Regions from separate parts of the Mus musculus genome. Here regions 1, 3 and 4 are each linked to region 2. Evidence: chromatin contacts called from public ChIA-PET and HiChIP or PLAC-seq data. All regions are on one chromosome and are shown on one strand. Each heading gives the region's core, a stretch centred on a gene start, on an enhancer-like site or on the middle of the called end of the contact. The rest is flanking DNA. Distances are from core to core; before and after follow the strand shown. Region 1 has its middle 19 kb from the start of Bmp10. Region 2 overlaps Antxr1 (anthrax toxin receptor 1). Region 3 overlaps Arhgap25 (Rho GTPase activating protein 25). Region 4 has its middle 14 kb from the start of Arhgap25.

What was found. ChIA-PET counts read pairs in DNA pulled down with a chosen protein or histone mark. HiChIP or PLAC-seq counts read pairs in DNA pulled down with a chosen protein or histone mark.
Region 1: a BATF HiChIP or PLAC-seq map of CD8 T cells shows a contact between it and region 2, with 6 read pairs. The contact joins two enhancer-like sites. A contact is called at or near these places in 2 of 39 promoter capture datasets (the 3T3-L1 cell line and embryonic stem cells), 1 of 15 datasets of contacts at CTCF or cohesin (the NIH/3T3 cell line), 2 of 115 datasets of contacts at active chromatin or transcription factors (CD8 T cells and effector CD8 T cells) and 1 of 9 other capture datasets (embryonic stem cells).
Region 3: a contact with region 2 is called in an RNA polymerase II ChIA-PET map of memory CD8 T cells, with 10 read pairs. The contact joins two enhancer-like sites. A contact is called at or near these places in 1 of 115 datasets of contacts at active chromatin or transcription factors (memory CD8 T cells) and 1 of 9 other capture datasets (embryonic stem cells).
Region 4: a contact with region 2 is called in an RNA polymerase II ChIA-PET map of memory CD8 T cells, with 14 read pairs. The contact joins two enhancer-like sites. A contact is called at or near these places in 2 of 39 promoter capture datasets (cranial neural crest and embryonic stem cells), 1 of 115 datasets of contacts at active chromatin or transcription factors (memory CD8 T cells) and 1 of 9 other capture datasets (embryonic stem cells).

What each region holds. Positions count from the first base shown.
Region 1 is chr6:87,446,509-87,449,208 of GRCm38.p6, reverse strand. No RefSeq gene overlaps it. Among named protein-coding and RNA genes, the nearest start is that of Bmp10, 19 kb to the right of the region's middle. Within about 2 kb of position 1,333, at least 22 of the 459 cell types and tissues checked have an H3K27ac peak or open chromatin away from gene starts, as enhancers often do. A contact at or near this core is called in CD8 T cells, where this site is marked.
Region 2 is chr6:87,151,678-87,154,377 of GRCm38.p6, reverse strand. The region is part of intron 17 of Antxr1 (anthrax toxin receptor 1); the gene reads left to right. Among named protein-coding and RNA genes, the nearest start is that of D6Ertd527e, 48 kb to the right of the region's middle. Within about 2 kb of position 1,332, at least 167 of the 459 cell types and tissues checked have an H3K27ac peak or open chromatin away from gene starts, as enhancers often do. A contact at or near this core is called in CD8 T cells and memory CD8 T cells, where this site is marked.
Region 3 is chr6:87,501,741-87,504,440 of GRCm38.p6, reverse strand. The region is part of intron 1 of Arhgap25 (Rho GTPase activating protein 25); the gene reads left to right. Among named protein-coding and RNA genes, the nearest start is that of Arhgap25, 30 kb to the left of the region's middle. Within about 2 kb of position 1,315, at least 138 of the 459 cell types and tissues checked have an H3K27ac peak or open chromatin away from gene starts, as enhancers often do. A contact at or near this core is called in memory CD8 T cells, where this site is marked.
Region 4 is chr6:87,546,324-87,549,023 of GRCm38.p6, reverse strand. No RefSeq gene overlaps it. Among named protein-coding and RNA genes, the nearest start is that of Arhgap25, 14 kb to the right of the region's middle. Within about 2 kb of position 1,388, at least 71 of the 459 cell types and tissues checked have an H3K27ac peak or open chromatin away from gene starts, as enhancers often do. A contact at or near this core is called in memory CD8 T cells, where this site is marked.

The DNA.
Region 1 (2,700 bases), core at 84-2,583, 290 kb before region 2:
GTCAGTTTTGTTTCTAGACACATTCCTTGAACTCATTCTTTCCTGACTTCAGGCAGCTGCACTACTTCAGACTAGATCTTTATTTCCCCTGTTACCTCCCTTCTTCCTCCTACCTTCATTCTCTCTTACCAAGGCAATCTGAAAATTCGGGGAAAGAGTTGAACAAAGAACTTGAGCCACGGTAGGCAGCTTGTGGCTCTGAAGTCGCTGACCCACAGCTGTCTGGCTCTGGAAGTCAGGCGGGCAGCAGGAAATGCTACCGAGTGTGTGCTATGAAGAGAGGGGCTGCTTCTCTGATAGGCTGAGTTACTTATCTAACATGACCAGGTATGAGGGGTCTCCAGCCATTCTAACTCAGGGAGCTCAGTCTACTTTAGGCAAACAGTGTTCTTAAGAACTTGGCAAGGCAGTAAGAACATTAAGCAGGGAAAGAAACTCACTGTATTTGGGACGATGCACGTCAATCTAGTGTGTAGCGTGTTACACTGAGCAGGTACAGAGGCATATGCGCCTAAGAAGTGACCTGGTCTCGGGGTTCAGAGACTCTGCATGTGGAAAGATTGTACAGGCATGGAACTCATGCAATAGAGAAGGGAAGGAAAGAATCATGCCTCCGAGAGAGGACCAGGTGAGTCAACTTCCTCACTCGCCAAATTAAAAATACTCTGGACGCTGGAAATAAACAGAAGCGTTGTCTGGTGAGACACCTAAACCTGATACCAACAACTTCTTTGAGGCCGGCTCATTACTTTTCATACCGGATAAGTATTCCATAGACTCTCACTGATGTAGACTTTCTCTGATGTTCATTTATTTATCCATTGAACAAGTAGTTATTGGCTCCTATTCTACCAGGCGCTTTGGTGGGCATTGAGTGGTGTGTGAGAGGTGAAAACTGTTTCAATATCAGCCTTAGGGAAAAACGGAAGCTTTAAGTGAATGCTTCAAGTTGAATCCTGTAACTTGTTTCCCAGAGAATGTGTGGGCTCAGCAGTCAGCCCACGCTTTGGTAGTTCTCAGTTAACCTGCTGTGAAAAGTGTTTCCTGGTCTTGGAGATCCACCCAGCCTGTCCAGGATGAAATTAGATGGGTTTTGAAGCCACATCTAGTACAGACACTTAAATCTGAATACTTAAAGGGTGGTAAAATCTCCTAACCTCACCTGGCCAATAGCCACAACCCACTTACATTGGTCATAGTAGAGCCTAGAGGAAAGAGTGCCAAGTGCCAAGACAACTGGAGAACGGCAATGAGAAACACAGACCAGGGAGCCCACTGAGAATGTGTGTTCAGACACAGACCACTGACGCCTCTCTAGCCATGATGTCACTTCCCCTCATCTGTGCAGTGCTAAAGGAATGGCCACATCCGATCCCATTTTTCTCTCTGAATATATGAGTTAGCTGGAAGTCAAGTCACACAGAGGTCAACAATGGCACTATGCTTATTATAAACCCACCACTCTCTTTCCTTTTATGATTTGAAAGTGAAATGTCTCTGGACACCCAAGGGGGGAATTCAACAAGAAATAGAAAGGAACTGTGAACCAAACTTGATTTCTGGAGGATAAGAAGGAAGCAGCGGCTTGACAGTTGAAATCACTCTTCCAAGAACCATGACCACATTTTTCTACTGCTTACTTGGGAGGTCTAAGACAGCTATTAGCTGCATTTGCGAGGTCTATGAGAACTATTAGCTGCATTTGCATAGCTGAGACCAAGAAAACTGACAACTCAGGGAGGTAAGATCTATTTGACTCATGGTTTTAACAGGACTAGTCTGTGGTTTCTTGGTTCCGTATGTTTGAGTCAAGCATTGTGGCACTAGGACCACATAGCGGATAATAGCTGTTCACATCAAGTGAGAACAGAAAGTAACAAGAAGTGGCTCAATAGTCATTGGAAAATACCAGAGATTTCTCTTGGGTCTCTTTCTATGGGACTTTCACTGCCAGAAGAGAGCCTTTCAGACCGACCCCTTGTCCTTCCAGACTGCCTACTCCATGAAGCTGAAATGTCCTTGCTGTTACTGGGAGTGTCCAAAAGGAGCTTTCCAAGGACTCTGATGAACCCTGCTACACACACACACACACACACACACACACACACACACACACACACAGAGAGAGAGAGAGAGAGAGAGAGAGAGAGAGGAGGGAGGGAATTATAAGAAGAAGCTTATCCCATTAAAACCAACGATCAAGTTGGGGGTGTTGCTAGTTCACTTGGTAGCATGCATGAAGCTCTGGGCTCCATCCTCAACACTGCATGAAACAGGTGTGGTGCCACACACTTGTCGACTGAGCACTTGGGAGGCGGAGCTACAGTTCAGAAGTTTAAAGTCACTTCCAGCTATATGGTGAGTTTGAGGTCAGCCTGGTCTACATGAGACCTTGTCATAAACAAATAAACAAATGCATGATAAAGTCAGCTCCCAGCCAAAACCTTTCTTGTGGGAAAAGAATAAAAACATGCCGCAGAGAAACATGTGCATAAATCCGAGGTAGTCAGAGCCTTCAGAGGAGGGAACAGGCTTCCACTGGCGATGCTGTGGCGTGGCTACTGTGGCCCCTCACTACTGGCACACACTTCCATGGAGGATTATCACCATTAATCCTCACACTTGCCCACGAGGCTGACACTTGTCTTCTCTTGACAAGGTACTGCAGCTGTGGAGAGGCAAGCTAGGGTTTAAGAAGAA
Region 2 (2,700 bases), core at 83-2,582:
AGGTCAGGCTACTGTGTCAGCCATCTTTCACAGATGGTCTGTGTCAGTACAGTCAGGTTATCTCTGGCAGTAGCAAGCCAAAAGTAAGTACAACTAATATCCTAAAATAAACTAGGATCTCCTCAGAAGGTACACTGTTCAATGCCTGCAGTCTTTCAAGATTGCCCCTTTATTCCCATAAAAAATATCACCCTTGGGCATAGTAGGTAAAGTACTTGCCCTGGTCTGATTTCCAGAACATGGGTGTTTGTTGATTTGTTTACCAGGCATGGCAGTGTGCACCCAGAACCCCAGCTCTGGGGATGTGGAAACAGGCAGATCCCTGAGGCCACCTGGAGAGCCAACCCCGCTGAGTCAGCAAACTCCAGGTTCAGTGAGAAGCCCTGTCTCAAAAGTCAAGGTAGAGAACAACTGAGGAAGTCACTTGGGACTGACCACGGCCTCTGTGCACACACAGAGATTGCTGAATCCCATCTGGACTCAGGTTGTGCCTAATAAAGAAGCAGCAGTCATACGACTCTCCCTCCCTTGAGAGCTGTACCCTGAAACCGCAAACCTGGCTTGTTCTGCATCCAAGTGCCCACTGCCCCACCATCAGCTCAGGTGCTCTACACAGGCAAGCGGGACTATGGGATGTGCTGGACAGCTGTGGGGCAATGCTCAGACTCATGCAACACCTAGCTCCGATCCCACACAGCTGCTGTCTCAATTCCCCAAAACATATGCCTGGGGCTGCTGGCACCTTTAAAAACATCACTTTTCCAGGCCAGGAAGATGGCTCAGACCATGTGAGAACCACCCAACCAGCCCTCCGTGCTCTCTATACCTTCATCTCTTTGCCTGTCCCGTCCTCAAATCCCTTTCCACAGACGTTTACCAACACTGGATGTGACGGCCCTCAAAGCCCATGGCACAGCTTTAAAAAGTATAGATAAGTACTCTGATAATCCTTCACTCCTCAGTGGCCATATCTAGGGACTTCCCCTTGCTAACGTGCCGGCATCTTAAGAACATCTCAGTATGAGAACCTAAAGGACTCCTCAATTTTTAACTGTGAAACTTGGGAGTAGTCTGAACACGCCATCTGTGTAGGGCCCAGAACAGGGTGTCAGATCTCAAGACAAGATGTCTGAGGGTCCCCCACACCCACAACCGTGTCTGCTTTCATCGTCGTGACAAACACTTCAGAAAGCTACCTTAAAAGAGGAAGTTCGCTATGGCTCACCCTTTCAGAAGTTTCAGCCTCAGTTTGGCTGGTCCCACTGCCTGGGTAGAATACTGCGAGCACGTGACAGAGAAGGCTGCACTCCTCATAAACAGTGAGATAGGAAGAGACAGGACGGAGGTGGGGCGTGAGCTGAGCAGAGGCACACAGAGGTGACGTTAAACCCCAGGTCCCTCTGCAGCGCCACGGCCTCCTTCCTCAGCTCCCCAGTCAGCCTACTAACGGAACACGGGGAGGTGCCTGGTACTGTTCCAGAAGCTTCTTCCAGACCATATACTACAACAAAGTGCTGAGCTTTGAAAGAGGGGGGCACTAGAAAACACAAAGGCACCAGGTGGAAATGGCTGCAGCCACAAGAAGACAAGGCTTCTGGGCCCAGGGCCATCACTTCTCACAGCTGCGTTCCTCTGCCTCCTACCCAGCCACATCTGTCAGCCACATCTGTCAGCCTCGGGAACCTCTTCCTTAGTTAAATGGGAGGGGTCAGCGACCACAGCCTCAGAGGGGACACTGAGCCAAACCGCTGCCGTTCACAGCGGGGTCCTCCAGGGCTGAGCAACCTGGGTCTTAGTAAGCATGAGGTCACCTTTCCTCTCCCAGGAGTCTCAGGGTTATTTGAGTTCATGACTGAATTCACTCCAGGGCTGGTCTCCGAGAAAGGCCCTATGAGGCCCAGCTCTATCGCTAGCCATTGTGAGTCAGAGACCCGTGGAAGGCCGATCACTTGAAGGCTGCGGAGTTGACCATCAAGGCAGGAGTACACACAGGCCACTCTTGTCCCACAGCTCTCCTCAGTTCATTGGAAGAGGAAAGTGTGGGAGTCACAGCAGTGAGCAGAAAACATGGGAAAGCAGAGAAGTGAGTAGAGTAGCCAGAGCCTGGTTAGGCACCCAAAATGGCGTTTGCCCTGCTGGTAAGGCATTGTACAATCAGGAGGGACCAGGCGATGCCACCCATTTAGGCACATTCATTTAAAGTATCCCGTCTCAAAATTGTGTTCAGGCCTCCAGTAGGCTCCAGTGTCCTTCCTTATTATGAAACCAGGTACAGCTGAGCCTGAGGTGAGCCTGGGTCAGAATACAGACCAGCGGCATTTCTTTGATGCAGGAGACACCAGCCGAGATTCTTCCTAAGTCCAGTCCTTAGGAACAAATAGGCTTTGTTAGGGCTGGGCACCCAGCTCAGCAGCAGCAGCAGCCTCGCCCAACATGCCCATGGCTTCAGCTCCACTACCCACCCACTGCCACCCAGGTTGTTTTTAATTTAGGAATTATCAAGACTATTTATACCCTACCCTCTCTAATAGGTTTAAGGCAGGTCTTTCTTTTAAAGATTCTTTCTGAAATCTAACTAGGAGTGTTATGAGTGATTTCTCCCCAGATCATACAGAACATCAGCCTGGCCCAGCCCGCGTATCTTAGAGCTGATGAGGTCTCTCCTGAACCACAGAAATGAGGCTGGTCGGTACCAGGGCA
Region 3 (2,700 bases), core at 66-2,565, 350 kb before region 2:
TAAAATGCAAATACTTCAAGCACTCTAGCACACTATTAATGAATGCAAGTGGATAATAAAGCAAAACCCCTACCTCAAATGGCTAGTCTTGATGTTGGGGGAAGGGTATAGCTCTCTTTACTCTTGTCACTGGGGGTAACTCGTGGCTCTAATTATCTCACAGTCCCATAGCTGTGGATCCTTCTTCCTCACGTCCGTGCTGGGGAGGCAGGTGGCTTCTGGACAGCCCGAGACATGGCCACCTGGTCTGCTCTGCTTCACTTGTCAATCATTGCCAAACCTCTACTCATCTGCACCGAGGAAGAGGCAGGGCTCAGTAGGAAGTGCTCACAACTCTGCAAAGCTTCTTGTTATTACACTTGGTTTCCTGTTATGCAGAGATGTGCAGGGGGAGAGAGAGAGAGAGAGAGAGAGAGAGAGAGAGAGAGAGAGAGAGAGAGAGAGAGAGAGAGAGAGAAAGAGAGAGAGAGAGAGAGAGAGAGAGCTGTAGCAACTGAAGCCGACCCAGAAAAGGCAATGGAGCTCACAGTCCCAGGAAACATGAAAGCCCCAAAATGTGAACAGTTCAAAGGGGTTCAGGGAGGCACCATTGACTAAGAATTTTCCTGAAGGCTGGAAGCCTTTGGAGACTGAGTCTTGTTCCTAGCCTGAGTTTTTGGAGCTGCTAAATGGGTAAATGAAGCAGAAAGCCAGGCCCACCTCATCCCCACTTCTCCACCTCTTTCTTCTTTCTCTTCTTTCCATTAGTTCTTACACACACACACACACACACACACACACACACACACACTCTTACTCTCTCTGTCATCAACCCTCATGCTACCATGGAGACAATATATGTGCCTGGCTTTTCTGTCAGAATTCATCACTATCGATACCAAATTCCTTTCTAAGGTGGGTTCTGCTCTTTTCAGTTGTCGTGGTCACCTGACTAACATTAAAGACATCAGATGTAGAAAATGAGGTACACTCCAGTTCTGGGCACTGAAGACGAGGCATTCAGAGAACAATTGTTTCATAAATCTGTTCTCAAGGGTGAGTGTCTGGGGAAGGTTCCTGTGTGAGTGTAGAGCACAGAGTGGACATCTCTGTGCTACCTCTAGTCTCACAGCTCTTCTGTGATGCTCTTCACACTGAAGTGGAAATGGAATTATCACGACTTCCTTGGCTGTTTGCAGCAGGAGGCATCAACCCCACAAGCTTCCCTTCAGCCTGCAGATGGAGCTGGGTTAGCTCAGCCCTCTCCTTCCCACTCTACGCCCACAGTAGGCGTCAATCAGCATCTTCGTGGTTCTTCTAATGAGCTTGGGCAGTGAGTGAGCTGGTAAGATCAGCAGGATTGCCTAATATGTCCATCTTCCTGTTGGTGTCAACAAAGCCTGGGTGGTAGGTTTGAGGTTTCAGTACTATTTTTCTGTCAGTGTTTTTTCAAGGCCTGATGAGTGTCACATATGACACACTGGGCGGAAGTGGAAGTAGAAGCATGAGGTTGTTTATATATAATGCTTGAAGCAACTTGGGCGGTGACCGACGGCGTGAGTCTCTCCCCCAAAGTTCACACATTGGGAATTTAGTCTGGAGGTGGGGCCTCACGAGGAGATTATGTCACATGGAGGGATGTCTTTATCTGGAGATTGTTACAAAAGTGACTCCAGCCCTCTCTTGTTTGCCTGCTCCTTCCTCTAGCCCTTTCTTTCCATGGGGGCAATCGTAGCTCAGAGGCCAGTGCCATGTGCAGCCTTCAGAACTATAAACCAAGTGATCTCTGATCTTGGTGAATTACTCAGCAGGAAGTATTCTGTAAAGCGGCAGAGGCAAAGACCAGGAGCTTCCTGTGGTCGGTCCCATGGCTTTGTTCTACCCAGAGGAGGGATGGGCTGTCTGCCCTCCGCACGCTTTCTTACTCTATAACCGCTTGGATTTGTAATGTGGGCAGCTCTCTTCACCACAAGATGCTGTTCCTTTCTGGGTCTTGTGCCCTGACTATGGATATCTGGCTTTAGAATCACTAGTTGGAGATGATCACTCTAGCTCTGCAATTCAGACCCTTGTTGTTAAGGTGGAGGTTGCACTCAGGTACTACCTAATGAAAGGACTGGTCTGTACACGGGAATAACGGAGACCTGAACTGTAGCAGGTATTTGTAAAGCCTTGCTGTGTTAAGTAGCTGACTGTTATTACTGGAGTAGGCATAAATCCTTCCACCAGCCATCACCTGCACTGGAACAAGTGAACACACCCAGAAGCCCCACAAACAGAAAAACGTGCCATTATTTGTTACAAATATAAAGCCCCTTGATGGTAATTGCCAAAACATTCTAAAATGCTTATTCCTTCACTAAATACTCATCAACGATTGTCTTCTGGCCAGACCCCTCATTGCAGGCTATATGGTATTGTCTCTGTGTGACACTCACTCTGTGGCCCTTTCTGTGTGACACTTACTCTTTGGTACTCTGTGTGTGGCACTGTCTCTGTGTGGCACTATCTTTGTGTGGTTCTCTCTGTGTGACACTCACTGTATGGCACTGTCTCTATGTGACACTCTCTATGTGGCATTGTCTCTGTGTGGCACTATCTCTGTGTGGCACTCTCTTTATGACACTTCACTGTGTGGCACTCTCTGTATGGTGCTCTCTCTCTGTGGCACTTTCTGTGTGGCACCCTCTGTGTGGTACTCTCTGTGTGGCACTCTCTGTG
Region 4 (2,700 bases), core at 139-2,638, 390 kb before region 2:
GAGCATTTTTTCAGGTGCTTCTCTGCCATTCGGTATTCCTCAGGTGAGAATTCTTTGTTCAGTTCTGAGCCCCATTTTTTAATGGGGTTATTTGATTTTCTGAAGTCCACCTTCTTGAGTTCTTTATATATGTTGGATATTAGTCCCCTATCTGATTTAGGATAGGTAAAGATCCTTTCCCAATCTGTTGGTGGTCTTCAATTTCCTAAACACATGAAACTCAAGAAAAATGAAGACTGAAGTGTGAACACTATGCCCCTCCTTAGAAGTGGGAACAAAACACCCTTGGAAGGAGTTACAGAGACAAAGTTTGGAGCTGAGATAAAAGGATGGACCATGTAGACACTAGCATATCCGGGGATCCATCCCATAATCAGCTTCCAAATGCTGACACCATTGCATACACTAGCAAGATTATGCTGAAAGGACCCTGATATAGCTGTCTCTTGTCAGAGTATGCCTGGGCCTAGCAAACATAGAAGTGGATGCTCACAGTCGGCTATTGGATGGATCACATGGCCCCCAATGAAGGAGCTAGAGAAAGTACCAAAGAAGCTAAAGGGATCTGCAACCCTATAGGTGGAACAACATTATGAACTAACCAGTACCCCGGAGCTCTTGACTCTAGCTGCATATGCATCAAAAGATGGCCTAGTCGGCCATCACTGGAAAGAGAGGCCCATTGGACACGCAAACTTTATATGCCCCAGTACAGGGGAACGCCAGGGCCATAAAAGGGGTGGGTAGGGGAGAGGGGGTGGGTGGCTATGGGGGACTTTTGGTATAGCATTGCAAATGTAAATGAGCGAAATACCTAATAAAAAATGGAAAAAAAAAAAAAAAAACAAACAGTGTCCCTGACCAAGAGCAATGACTAAGCTCTGAGCAGGAGAGCGGAAATGTACACCACAGCGCACAACCTAAAGCCTGTGGCAGGAAATCAGTTCTTTGAAATCCGGGGAAGAGGGTGGGTCCTTTCACAGCTGGGTCCCTCCTCAGAGACCTGCCCCATCAGCATCCCTGAACGCCAATCGCCTGCCCTGTGCCAATCCACTGCCCTGCACCAATCCATTGCCCTACGCCAGACTTTGCAGATCTTCTGGGATGGAGCAGGCAATCCAAGCTTTTGTTTTGGGGTCTAAGGGCTTTAGGCATGCTAGGTGAGAGGAGAGTTGTCAGCCCTGGGTGATTTTGATGCTGTGTGAGAAGCACTGCTGAAAAACAATCCCTTCATCCTGCAAACAGCTCACTTCTCTTGCCAAGATGGGTTGGGAGGTGTGTGGAGGGGTGGGCGGGGTGTTTCTGGGTGGGCATGTGACCTTATTCTGGTCGCTGAGACTTTGTAGAGGGATTGTTCTACGATCCCTCTGGGCAGAGTTCTTGCTTTTGGAAGGGGTGGTAGGGGATGATGCAAGAACTACTGTGCCTCAGTCTAGCTGGTTTCCTGTCTAGCTGAGGTCAGAACTCTTGTCACTCTACATCATGGGGAGAACTAGAATATTGAACTAGTCGGCATGAAATGACATCTGGACATTCCTAAAATTAGTGGTGTGGTAGCCACACCACTTGGAGACTTTTTTGTTATATCCATATGGTTAATATGAAAAACCAGTGGAATTCAGCATAAACTTATATGATAAAATTTTCATTTGGGTTCTATTGTCTCTGGGTATATGAACAAGTGACTGCCCAGTGTGTTGTTTGTTTGTGTTGCGATATGGCATTTACTATCCTTGGTAACTCATTTCAGAGGAAGAAGAGATGACATCATGGAGAAAGAACAGAGTCTCCAGTGAGTATACAAGTGTTATGAACTGACATAATAATTATTCTTAACCCTTACATACACAAAGATACTACAAGATAGACCAGAAGACTTCAGTGTATCATCTGGATAAGGGGTAACTCCCGGACTCCTCTGTCTGTAACAAGTGGAGCTTGAATTAGCAACCTTCTCAGGGACAACTCAGGAGATCTGGAATATGCGCCTCTTTACTTTCACAATTCTATTTTAAATGTTAAGTTTCATTTGTCTGGTACAGATTGAGGAAGAACAGCTATGCAAGACATGTGAGTGGAGTTTTATACAAACCTTCCCCATGTGATGTGGTGGTATCTTTAGGTGACACTTACACTGGTAAAACTGCCATAGTCTCTGGGGCCATACCAAATAGGCACATGCATTCTACTTTATAGTCTTGAGCCCAAACTCCTTCAACCCAGTAAGATTTTGCTCCAGTCTACTTTTCTCTTTGATCATAGCTACACAACATATGCATATCCTGCCCCCTCCCAATCTATGGCATTCTGTGTGTCCAGTGCTAAGTCCTGCATGGTCATGGAAGGGATGGCATGACATGGTTCAGGACCATGGAACAGAACCAGTAGGGTGTGGGCCTACACAAGTGTTGACAGTTGCTGACCATGAAGCTTGTTTGAATAACACACACAAACACATACACACACATTACTCTATGTTCCTCCAGGAAATATCTCCCTGTCAAGGTTATCAGGCAAGGTCCTCTCCCAAGGTTAATGATAGTCAGAGGCACAATGTCCATGATAATCAGAGACAGCATGATTCTGGGAGGTGAGGGTGTCTCTACTGTCTCAGCAAAATGGTAGAACACTGCAACCTTCAGGACAGTCCTTAAGGCTGTGGGAAAGAACTCCGAAAACATGAGTTCAAAAACACATAAT